Linked DNA regions of Mus musculus: region 1 is linked to region 2. The links are chromatin contacts, called in public HiChIP or PLAC-seq maps. All regions are on one chromosome and are shown on one strand. Each heading gives the region's core, a stretch centred on a gene start, on an enhancer-like site or on the middle of the called end of the contact. The rest is flanking DNA. Distances are from core to core; before and after follow the strand shown.

The links. HiChIP or PLAC-seq counts read pairs in DNA pulled down with a chosen protein or histone mark.
Region 1: an H3K4me3 HiChIP or PLAC-seq map of the SCID.adh cell line shows a contact between it and region 2, with 10 read pairs. The contact joins the promoter of Sesn3 here to the enhancer-like site in region 2. A contact is called at or near these places in 14 of 39 promoter capture datasets (the 3T3-L1 cell line, the C10 cell line, the HPC-7 cell line and 9 more), 1 of 484 Hi-C or Micro-C datasets (bone marrow-derived macrophages), 12 of 115 datasets of contacts at active chromatin or transcription factors (CD8 T cells, the SCID.adh cell line, bone marrow-derived macrophages and 9 more) and 2 of 9 other capture datasets (adipose tissue and macrophages).

What each region holds. Positions count from the first base shown.
Region 1 is chr9:14,273,239-14,279,518 of GRCm38.p6, reverse strand. Sesn3 (sestrin 3) reads right to left here and starts at 3,218. Exons shown (of 10, transcript NM_030261.4): 1 at 2,890-3,218. The coding sequence starts at 2,967.
Region 2 is chr9:13,928,501-13,934,569 of GRCm38.p6, reverse strand. No RefSeq gene overlaps it. Among named protein-coding and RNA genes, the nearest start is that of Fam76b, 100 kb to the right of the region's middle. Within about 2 kb of position 2,444, at least 14 of the 459 cell types and tissues checked have an H3K27ac peak or open chromatin away from gene starts, as enhancers often do. A contact at or near this core is called in the SCID.adh cell line, where this site is marked.

The DNA.
Region 1 (6,280 bases), core at 1,969-4,468, 340 kb before region 2:
TGAAATTAAAGATTAGATCCCTGTGGTTGTTACTGGAATTTATTCAGGTAAAATGCTTTATATTTCAAGTCTTGTTATGTTCTCAAAAGTAAACAGTATTTCCTCTTGTTAGAAAGTGCATTAAACTGTATAGTGGTGACAGAGCAGACAGACCTAGTGCTATAGATTGGATGCTCTTGCTTTCTCTTCTTTGTACTTCTATGACCCAAATCAGATACCAACTCAGATAGTTTCAATACTTTAACAATTCTCTTTATTTTCTAAGACACTGGACCAAAACTGTGAAGATACTTCTAAGGATAAACAAGACTCTCACACAACACAAAATTGACTGTTCAGACTCAGAGTTAAAACAAATTATTTCCTTTGAAGGTTAACTGAGTTCCTTTTAAGGTTTCTCCAGAAGCCATCATCTAGTGCATATACTGCTCACAGCCAGGAAAAGGCCTTCTGCCTTATATAAAGGTAAAGGCATTTGCTCCTTATTGATGACAGTTCTGATAGCCAAGGGTCATTGATGTGGATGCAGGAGACACTCATCATGCTTCCCAGCGATCCTCACCCCACTAAAACCAATGTGCTTGCTTACTGCTGCACACTAGTATACGGAAGCAAGAAAACAAAGAATTGAGCCGTGATGGCTGTAGACTTAACTTTCTATCAAAAAATAAAAACGTTAGAGTTACAAGTAAATTTTTGTGTGGCATTTTTAGGATGATGAAGCCTTTAATGCTAGATACTGATTTCTTACTAGAGTGTTTAAGAATGGCAATCTCATAAAGCTTCAAATGTTGCCAGATCATGTCTAAACTGGCATAAACAATTCTTTTCTCATCTAAACTCATTTCATGCCACTACATGAGTCAAAATTAAACATCTTGTAGTTACTGAAAACTGGATACTGGCAGAGGTGTGCACAATTATAGAATAGAAAACTGTGAATGCCCACTTTGCACATACTTCTTATAGTTATGGTTGGAAGTAAGATGGTCTACCTAGGTAAACAGAGATATTAGTTTCTTAAAAAACTGGAAGAAAAACATAAATATGTCAGTAGTGCTAGTGATTCATGACACTAATCAAAGCTCTTTCAAAAGAAAAATAAAAAGGTGCAAAGCTGAGTCTCTATCTCAAGCCAAACAAATGCCATTCATTTTAAATTTTTTATTAAAAATTTTAATGTGGCCGGTCGGTGGTGGTGCACGCCTTTAATCCCAGCACTTGGGAGGCAGAGGCAGGCGGGTTTCTGAGTTTGAGGCCATCCTGGTCTACAAAGTGAGTTCCAGGACAGCCAGGGCTATTCAGAGAAACCCTGTCTCAAAAAAACAAACAAACAAACAAACAAACAAAATCAATGTGCTTCCATTGAAATAGAATCATATCACTTAAATAAATTAGTTATAGCACTGTTCTCCACATTAGGATAAAAACTTCCTTTCATTTTAGCAGGGAGAAAGTTGAATTAAATAGGTTTCACTGGCCCTGTTTCTTCTGACAAAGACAGTTTCAGCTTAAAAATTAAGAAACAATAAGTTTTAAAGCCTCTATTCAGATGCCATGTGGTCCAGCAGTGAAAGAGTTAACATTCAACGTCGCTGAACCAAGCAAGCTTCTGATCCATTCCATTTCTCACAAGCTGCCCTACAATGAGCTGAGCAAGTATCAACTGTAATTTGATCCAGGAGTTTATGGGGAAAAAAATAACTGCACATACTCAACATGCACATTTAATAAAAATCTTTTTTAAGAGAAACATATCCAATAAACACAATTTAAGGCGTATTTAATTGTTTGATTAACTTCAAACCTGCAATTCCTTTGCTTTCCTGACGCTCTCAAATAAAATAGGAGAAAGGAGGGGGAAGAACCAGCTCCACGGCAGGGAAAAGAGGCTTGAAAAACAACTTTGATTGGCACTTGGCCTGACCCACAGAGGAAGAAAAACAGTTTTTGGACAAAGAGCGCAAATATTTGAGCTTGCTTATTTATGTGCTTGCTTGTTTTTCCTAGGACATAAAGAGCAATCCTAAATTGACTGTAGATAGGAAAATTGACAAAAACGGCACCATATTCATCTTAGCTCTCAAATATGCACAGCTCAGCAATTTTAATTCATTGGTGCTGGACAAACAGAAACACCTCACCTAATGATTTCATTTCATGCAATGTAAAAATAAGAGTGTAAAAAAGAAACAGATTATATTAGTCAAGGAGGCTATTCAGATCTTATTAAAACCTCTTCTGCGTCTACAGGGACATTTTGTCATCCTTTCTCTCCCTGCATCCCCATCCCCCACGGGGCGATTAAGCCAAGTAAGCTAAACAATACTGGAGTAAACTTTCTATCAGTCACTCTGGAAAGCAATAAGCCAATCCTGGGTCGGATTTTCTCGATCGACATCGCGGTGGGGGATGATAAGGAGGGCGAACCCAAGTCGTCTTCAGCCTCCACCTCCACCAACCCAAGCTGAAAGCGCTGGAAGATCGAACAGCATTTCCTATGGGTATAAAGTTCAAGATGCCTTCATGGTGCCTTTCGGGACCCACCAAGAGAATGTCAAGAGGCGGTGCCAAGGCACCGTAGGCCTGGCAGAAGCGACCCAGTCGAAGAAAACACCCCCCCAGAGTCAGCCACCGGGGAGAGGCAGCCAGTCTCCTGCAGACCAAACTGGTTGCTGTGATTTCAGGCCAGCCTCCATCCCCAGCCGAGCCGGTTCCTCCCAGCATCCCAGCATCCCTTCAGCCTCGGGGCAGACCCGGCGGCAGCCCAGGGGCCGGGCGCAGGGACCCGCGGGGGGACACTTTGCCTCTCGTCCCCCCTCCCCCGCAAGCGCCGCCCGGACCCGGACCGTGGGGAGCGCCTCGCCGCCGGACGCGGCCGCGCCGTACCTTCCGCAGCACTTTCCGGCAGTTGGTGCAGAGCAGGTAGTTGGCCGAGGCCGACGCGCTGCTGCCACCGCGGTTCATCGCGCCGGAGCCGGGCTGTCACCGCGGCCGCTAGCGAAGGGCTGCTTCAACGTTCTCTTCTCAGGGGGTCGGGCGGCAGCGACGGCGCAGCGGCTGCCCGCGCGAGCTCGGCGGGGACGGCAGCCGCGGCACTCAGCGACCCGTTGTTCCTCCCGCCCCCATCGCCAGACCCCCGCCCCGCCAGCCAGGACGAGCAGCCGCGGCCGTCTCAGCTTCTCAGTGCGGCCCCGCCCCCGAGGCCCGCCGCCTTCAGGGCAGCCGCGCTGGGCACCGCCCCCTCCCGCCAACCAGACGGCACCGGCAACGCCCCCTTCTGCACCCGCATCCAATGAGTGGCTCCGGCCAATCGCGGGAGGCGAGAGCAACACGAATCTCCGGGCAAGTTAAGTTTATCTCCGAGGCTCGATGCTGAAGAGTGACCCTGGGTTAGTTAGGTAGTGGGGTGGGAGGGACTCCAATCTACCAATGAGAAATGGAGGTGTGGTGTATGCAAATTATCAGGAACTCTAGCGCCACCCTCAGGACAAGCCACGCCTCTCTGCAAAAACCGTGCAGAATGGAGAGTGAGATTAAATAGCTGGAAGCTAGAGCTCGCTAGAGGATCTGAGACCTAGCTAAACATTTCCTGATCTCTCGGGAGTGGGCCGGGTGGACGCTAGAACGTTCCTTCCTCCGGGGCAGAGATTCAGCTTTCTCTCCATGGATCTAAATCTAATAGCTGTGAGGAAGACTGCGGTCTTGCAGCACTTTGCTCCCACAGATCTCAAAGAACTTTATGTTCTTTATGCACTCTGTAAATCTGGTACGAAAGACCAACTACCTACGGCTGTAGAGTTAGAAGTCTACACAGCTATTGGAGTTGGAGACCCGGAGACACATCTTTGGTTTAGGGGTTTTTCCCTCTCTCCGACGATCGTTCTCACAGCAAAGAAAGTTCGTTTATCATGAACAAGTCAGAGATTGATACACACACACACACACACACACACACACACACACACACACACACACAAATCCTGTGGGAGGCCTCTGGTTAGAAACTTGCAGAGCACAATCCCTGCCTGTGATGGAAGGTTTTGAGTACGAATTGCCATTTAAAACGATTGGACTGGACCTTCCTCTCTCAAAACTGACAACGGTGAGTCAGGGTTTAGCTTCTATGTTCTGGAGACAGAAGGCATAAGTCACTGAGGAAAGCTCCGGCTGGCCAGATGCCCAACCCAGGCGAGTGAGAGAGCCAGGTACTCCGAGGGGCCAAACACCAACCCCGGACTGCAGACCAGACTCTGGCTGCCTGCTCCCCAGTGAGAACAAAGGCGGTGCAAAGCGAGCACCTGATTGGCTCAGGGTGCTCACCGGTGTCGTGGAGCCCATGATAGGGTGCTTCTGCTACTGGCGCAGAGCACCAAGCTCCCAAGAACTGCAGTTCCCCAGCCGGCCTTGGCGGTGACCACACCGCACTGCGTGCTATGACATCACCTGTTTTCGCTCTTGAGAACCTAATCTGTATTCTCGGCTTCTCGTTTTCTAAAGGTCTCGAGTGTGTCAGGAATTGTGAAGGCCTGCAATTTGTAGAATGTATCTGTGGAGATGGTTTTAAAGAACCGACCCACTGGTTTACTTGTATTGTTTTTCTTGTATTGTTTTTAATTTAACATACTACCCTGTGTTAGGAATTTTGTGTACTATGATGTAAAATCGGGAAGGCGCTGTTGGAGAAGCCTGCACGGTTAGCATAACAAAGCCATTAGACCAAACTGTTGTTCAAACTACCAATCTCTTCCATACTCAACATCTGTCTCCACTCCATCTCTTTAGAGACCTACACCTTAAACAAGCCTACACAAAGAACAAAGGAGATGAAAATCTGCCCGCACAGGTTTAAACAGACTGAACAACCTCAAGGGTCTATCTAGGTGATATGGTTAGGTGAAGGTCCATTTAGCTAGTGATAGCAAAGTGTGGTCTGATGCTGGGTAGACCTCCATAGTCTAGAACAGCAGTGATTTGGGTAGGTTGCTAAAAATTCAGTTAAAAGAAATGGTAAAAGTTGCTTGGCATGGTGGCGCACGCCTTTAATCCCAGCACTCGGGAGGCAGAGGCAGGCGGATTTGTGAGTTCAAGGCCAGCCTGGTCTACAAAGTGAGTTCCAGGACAGACAGGGCTATACAGAGAAACCCTGTCCAAAAAAAAAAAAAAAAAAAAAAAAGAAAAAGAAAAGAAAAGAAAAGAAACGGTAAAACTAAGAAAACTCAATGAAGGAAGAAAATACTGTGTGCCTTTCATTGCAGAGAACCAAGAAACCTAGGCAGAAAGTCAGCAAGACATTTTTGTTGGGTTGGTTTGGGTTTTTTTTGTTTGTTTGTTTGTTTTCCTGAAAATTGAAACACATATGTGTTCCCATTTTTCCGGAGTTTCTTTTTTTTATTATTATTATTTTAATTAGGCATTTTCTTCATTTACATTCCCAATGCTACCCCAAAAGTCCCCCATACCCTCCCCCCCACCCCCACCTCCACACACACACACTTCTTGGCCCTGGCGTTCCCCTGTACTGAGGCATATAAATTTGCAAGACCAATGGGCCTCTCTTTCCACTGATGGCCGACTAGGCCATCTTCTGATACATATGCAGCTAGAGACACGAGCTCCAGGGGGTACTGGTTAGTTCATATTGTTGTTCCACCTATAGGGTTGCAGATCTCTTTAGCTCCTTGGATACTTTCTCTAGCTCCTCCATTGGGGTCCTTGTGATCCAACCAATAGCTGACTGTGAGCATCCACTTCTGTGTTTGCTAGGCCCCGGCATAAGAGACAGCTATATCGGGTCCTTTCTTTGCTGAGTTTCTTAATCTATATTCTTGGCTGGGCCTCTCCCTCCTCCCACCCACCCCCCTCTCTCTCTGAGATGGGGTCTTACTAAGTAGCTCTTGCTGTCCTGGAATTCACTATGGCTGGCCTCACTCTTACAAAGATTCAACTACCTCTGTCTCCCAAGTACTAGGATTAAAGTGTCACACTGCCATGCCCAGTGGGTTTGTGTTCTAAAGCTGACTTTCTGTGAATCCATATTAAAACAATGGAGAAGCTGAAGGATGAAGTGAATTTAGTCCAAAGATTGAAGTTCCCTCAAATAGTGTTTTATTTCAAATAGTTTTCTAATATTTTTATAACTTTTCCTTTTTCCCATCTAAGAGCAAATGTCTCTTTTACAAAGAGGTCTTTTACATTCTTTAATAAATAAATCCCAAGAAATGATGGCCACAGGGTCCATGCTGGCAAAACTGATATCCTCTACCTAAGATTACTAAAG
Region 2 (6,069 bases), core at 1,195-3,694:
TGTTCATTCTATGGAGGAAGAAACTAAAGCCCAGGAGAACATGAATGGCTCTCTCAGGTTGCTTACTTTCCTCACAGATTTGAACTCAGATCTCAGGTACTTTCAGATCTCAGCACCATGTGGCCTCTCTGCATTCATAGAGCACAGGGGTCTTTGTTTTCTAGGATGCTCTTTGTTAATGACTTCTGTTGTGCTTCAAGTGAATTAGGAAACAAACATGTCGATTGTCTGCTTGTGAAAGGCAGCCCTGTGTGCTGAGCTAGGTAACTCAACCCTCAGCTGCTTGTCTTACCCATCCTCGAAGAGCACAGGTCCCAACAGGCTTAGTTTCTCAGCTTTTATCAACTTTCTTAGCCCACAGATTAGAGAATACAATTGTACAAAAAGCACGCAGAAGGACACAAAGACAGGAGACAAATATGCAAGAATGTGTATTAATGACACATGTTCTGCAAAACTATTTTTCAAGTATGTGTTGGTATTGTGAGCTTTACAGATGTCAAGACTAATATTATTTCTGCATTTAAATTATCAACTGTGACTAAAAGGTATCAGGGATTAAAGAATAAAAGTATGCCTCTTAAGCAGTGTCCACTGATTTACCTTCAGCTTCTTGGCTCTTTTTGCTCCCCTCTAACAAAGGACTAAGAATACTTGAAAGAGATAGAAGGAAGGCTCTGAGAAACAGAGGCTGGTGGCAACAGCAAAGAAACAGCAGGTGGGATGAGACCTTGAAGTGCCTGCTGAAGAGAGGAGTCACAGAAGAGAGAAAAAGAGGGGCTTCTGCCATCAGCACTCCTAAAGGAAGGGGCTGTAGAATGGAACGGGTTTGAGTCCATGTGAAGACCAAGGACAAGGAATAAAAGAAAATGAAAGGGTTAAAGTGAAAACACGTGACAAGTTCACTTGAGCCCTCCATACCCTAACACTGTGGTTTCTTTTCACTAAAGTTTTATTATTAATTAGGACGTGGGCTTCGTGCAAAGCTAAGCATGAACTTGGAGACTGATAAGCTGGAAGGCTACCATGGCCCCCAAGAGATAAGTGTAATAAACGCCCCATTAAAAAGATAACCTTGGGACACCATTTCACTGGCTCCGTGGGACACTGACAGTTTTGTACACAACTTAATTTCACTTCAGCATCCCTGAATCACACAGGACTTACTGACAGGAACCCAGTTTATTTTTATTATTTTAAATCGCTGATAAAATATAACAGCTCATAAGAAAACCTGTGCAGAAATTAACTGGCAGGAAAGTCACTATAAAGGAAGGAGAACTTGGACTGTGGGGTATACTTCTTCCAAACTCCAGGCCAGCAGGCAGATGGCAACAAAGTGTCTCATAGTTATTTAAAAATCTGCATTTTTCTTCCATTAACTACACAGACTTCCTTCTTCCAGTACCTCCGGTACCATTCTTCTTGCTTTCTTCATTGATAGTCTAAACAAGCCTTTGACATGTATGTATCTGTATATACATTTACCTGTTTAAAATGAGTTTGGGATGGCAAGATGGCTCAGCTGATAAAGATGCTTGCATGCAAGCAGGATGACCTGAGTTCAATCCCTGGAACCCACATAAAGGTAAAAGAAAAAACCCAACTCCACAAATCTGCCCTCTGACTTCCACAAGCATGCCACTATATGAGCTCTAAACACACACACAAACACACACTAATAAAGGTTTAATTAAAGTAAAAATGTATTTGACAATACTAATAAGTATTTAACAATGTCTTAACACTATGTTAAGTATTCTGTGAACGGAACATTATTTTTATCCTCACCTCTAATTCAGTTTGAATAAACTGAGGCCCCGAATAGCTATGTAATATTTTAGAATTATCTACGAAAAATGTAGAGCATTGTGAACTGACCACATTGTGCCATGTGTTTTCTGCTAAGGTATAAAAGCAGTGCCTCCCTGAGGGTCTTAGGAAATCATGGAAGCTAAGGTAGCTGCTAACCACAGGCAGAATGTGGAGCACTGTTAGAGAACTGATCTGTAATGTTCTTGTAAAAAGGCAAGAGTATGACATTCCCCATTTAATGGAGGAGACTGGACTCCAGAGAGAGCAGGTCCTCCCAGCCTGGGCAGAGATCATAAGACCCGTCAGCAGCCCCAGTGCAGTGGCTTTCTGAGGCTCCGTCTCCTTCCAAGCAGATGGCCAGCCTCGTTTGTTACACTTCTTAGCTCCAAGCTATGCTTCCAGCTGCCACTGTTTCCCCTTCGTCCTAGATCTATTTGGCTTTGAGATTTTTATCTTCATGCTTTTGTCTCTGACATAATGACAAGGCAATGTTTAAGTTGGGCTCTGGTTCTCATTTATTTTTCTGGCACTTGTCCCAGAGATCAACTAAAAAGAACAATGCATACACTCATAAGATGTCAATGGCTCGAGTCATGTCAGGACCACCTGACACTAGACTTCACGATTCCCTTCCTAACCACCAGCCACCTTCCCCAACAGTACAGCATATGGACCCTGCCTCTGTGGCTATGCCACAGCTTGCCCCTCATATGAGTTTTACACACAGACTGCTAGTGGCAACTAGTGGATGGCTCTAAACAGGAGCCGTGTGAAGAACAGAATCGTCCTGACACTTTGACACTGGCAGTCCTGTGTTTGAGACACGTAGAAGATGACAGTGTGGGACCCAAGACCTGCACCTTCTTTGTCAGTTGTTGTCACATGAGTGCCACCTTTTAGACTTCAACATGAGTCTGACATTGTACAACTTCAGTAACCCTAACATATTTAGGAGTGTTTGTCCCCAAGATCTTCACTGCTTTCTCTGGGGTTCTGGATAACGAACTTCTCTGAATGTCAATCTCTTCACCACAGTGAATGCTTTTGAGTCAGAACCCTCTGATCTTACATTATATCTAGGTTTGTCCATGGTTTTGCTGTCAACTTAGAGAAGGGAGCTGTTTTTTCCATGTTTCAGATGTACTTATCAGTGTTAACAATTCATTCAGGAGAAGATGACTAAGGAAGTCAAGAGTGGAGCAGCAAGCAGATGAGCAGAGGCCAGGCAGCACCTAATTCAAGCACTGCATTAAGAGCTTTATCTCCTCACCTCATGCACTTGTCACAGCAGCTCCAGAGAGAAGCCATTGTTGTCTCCTGTTAACAACATCACTGACACCTTGAGACTCAAAGCAAACTACTTTTCCAGGTCACTCAGCTAATATATGAAGAGGCCACTGTTTAAACCCATGTTTGTCTGGTGTCAAAATCTTGTGCACTCTCCCTCACACACCTCTGTACCTTCCCTTCTCACTGCGGTCCCTTGAAGTAAATGATGAAGAATATGTCCTTGATGTATAATCAGCTGGATAAATTGAAAAGAAATTTAAGTCAGTGCTTTTATGGGTTCTCTACTATGAGTGACACCAATGTGTGTGTGTGTGTGTGTGTGTGTGTATGTGTATGTATATATGTATATATATATATATATATATGCACGTGTATATATACATATACATATGTATAAATGTACACATGTGTGTATATGTATACATTTGTGTATATATGACTAATGTTCCTACCCATGTATATAACCATGTTCTTACACTTAAGAGGTCAAGCTTTGCAATAAGTAATCCAAGAAATTAAGTTTCATGAGAAGAAAGGAATTCTCAGAACCTAGCAAAAGGGATTAAAACTAGTTCTGAGACTCAAGAGCGCGTGCCAAGGAGGCAATATTTGAACTAACAAATAAAGGGTAGGAAGTTAACAAATAAATGTGAAAGGCTTCACTTCATTCATTGGAAACAGCATGTTTAAAGAGTGGAGGTAAAAAGACAGAATGTTATGGTAACTCACACAAGTTTATATGCTGATTGATTGATGCATACAGCAAAGAATGCATTGAACTTGAATTTGAAGAAGCTGAATGGGTATGGGTGCTCACTTTCACACACACAGTGTTTTGTCTTTGTTTGATATGTTTTGCTTTATTGGACTTGGGCTTAAATCCAGAATTTCATGAATACTGAGCTCCACATCATGGCTCTAATTTAAGTTTAGACTAGCTTTATGTTGGGTAGATAGTGCATGCCTATAGTTCAACACTGGGAGGCTGAGGTAGGAATATCATTTGAATTCAGAATTTTGAGCCACATAGAGAGACTAAAAATATAGTGGCCATGGATCAAAGTGAATTCTTCACAGTACATTCATAATGTCTGGAATTCAACTGAAGGTCATCAGACATACAGAAACATGTAAAAGTATGGCCCATGGTGGGGAAAAAAGTCAGCCAGAATCAAGTCAAAATGACCCAGAGAAGGACATTTAAACTATCTAGGTTGATGGATATTTAACTTGAGGCAAAGCTATTACAAAGCTCCAATGTAAGAAGAACGATGTTCTGAGATGGAAACCACATTGGACCAGAATGCAAGAAGAAATGTTACAGAAGTAGAGAATGGTCAACTTCAGTGCAGACCATTAAAACTCACATGAAATGATCATCAGATAGAAGATACAATGTGGACCCAAGAGCTGTGGGTGAGCTTATGATGGCCCAACTTAGGTAATTCTCACACCCAAAAGAGATACATAGTCAAGGAATAATAACAAGAAACACTCAAAATATAATGAAAATATAACTCCAAATTCAATATAATTCTAAATTCAAGAAACCCAATAAATGCTTTGCCCAAGAAATCTGAAGAAAATAAAATCTAGGCATATTATTGGCAAACAGCTGAAGGATACACACAAAACTTTAAAAAATGCCAAACAAGGGACATCCTGTGTGCTGTGCACAGAAGAAAACACAAGAGTGACAGCAGACTCATTGCCTGAGGCAATGGAAGTGAAAAAATGGTGGAAGGTATTCACAGTTCCAAAAGAAACAAACCAACGAGCTTTAACTTATCCAGTAAAAACATCATTCAAATAAACACGTTTCCAGACACCCAAAGGCTGAGCTCATCATACCACCCAAGATTTGCCTTATAAATTTGTTAAAGAAAAAATCCTTCAGGCAAGAGGTGATGCTAGATAGAAACCTGATCTATATAAAGAAATGAAGACTGACAGGAGCCTGATATAGCTCTCTCCTGAGAGGCTTTGCCAGTGCCTGGCAAATATAGAAGTGGATGCTCACAGCCATCCATTGGACAGAGCACAGGGTCCCCAATGAAGGAGTTAGAAAAAGGACCCAAGGAGCTGAAGGGGTTTGCAGCTCCATAGAAGAAAAAACAATATGAACTAACCAGTATCCCCAGAGCTCCCTGGCACTAAACTACCAACTAAAGAAAACACATGGTGGGACTCATGGCTCCAGCTGCATATGTAGCAGAGGATGGCCTAGTTGGTCATCAATGGGAGGAGAGACCCTTGTTCCTATGACAGTTCTATGCCCCAGTGTAGGAGAATGCCAGGGCCAGGAAGCAGGAATGGTAGGTTGGTGAGCAGGGGGAAGGGGGATGGGATAGGGGAATTTTGCAGGAGAAACTAGGAAAGGGGATAGCGTTTAAAATGTAAATAAAGAAAATATCTAATAAAAATTTTGAATTAAAAAAAAGAAATGAAGAGTGGTAGAAATGGGCTTCATATGGATAATATGTGCTATTTGTCTACGTAAATCTTCTTAAGAGATAACTAAACACAATGGCAAGTTATTTGAACATTTATAATATATCATCACTACAAGTTTATGCTCCTTAAAATCCACACTAGTATTGGATACTCCAGTGATTTTGTTATTCAGAAGTGGAGCCTCAGGGCCTGAGGATAGTGCCCTAGTGATAGCTCAGTGCACTTGTAAGACCTGACAAAAGAGAACTCCATTCTTACCTAGACCCTGTCCTTTGGAGATACAAGAGACATAAGTGATTTAATGACTACAAACAATTCTCACAAAGCAATAAGTTCTAGCAAGTGCTGAACACAGTCAATTTAAGTTGTGACTTTTCAGTAGTAATAGCCATAGAGTCTAGATGGAATTGACTAAAAATTGTCTTCAGAATCAGGGCATTCTTAAACAAGGGTGGAAGGCCCAAGATCAAAGTACAGGTTGAGAGTGAAGGTCATGAATAAAATGAAGAA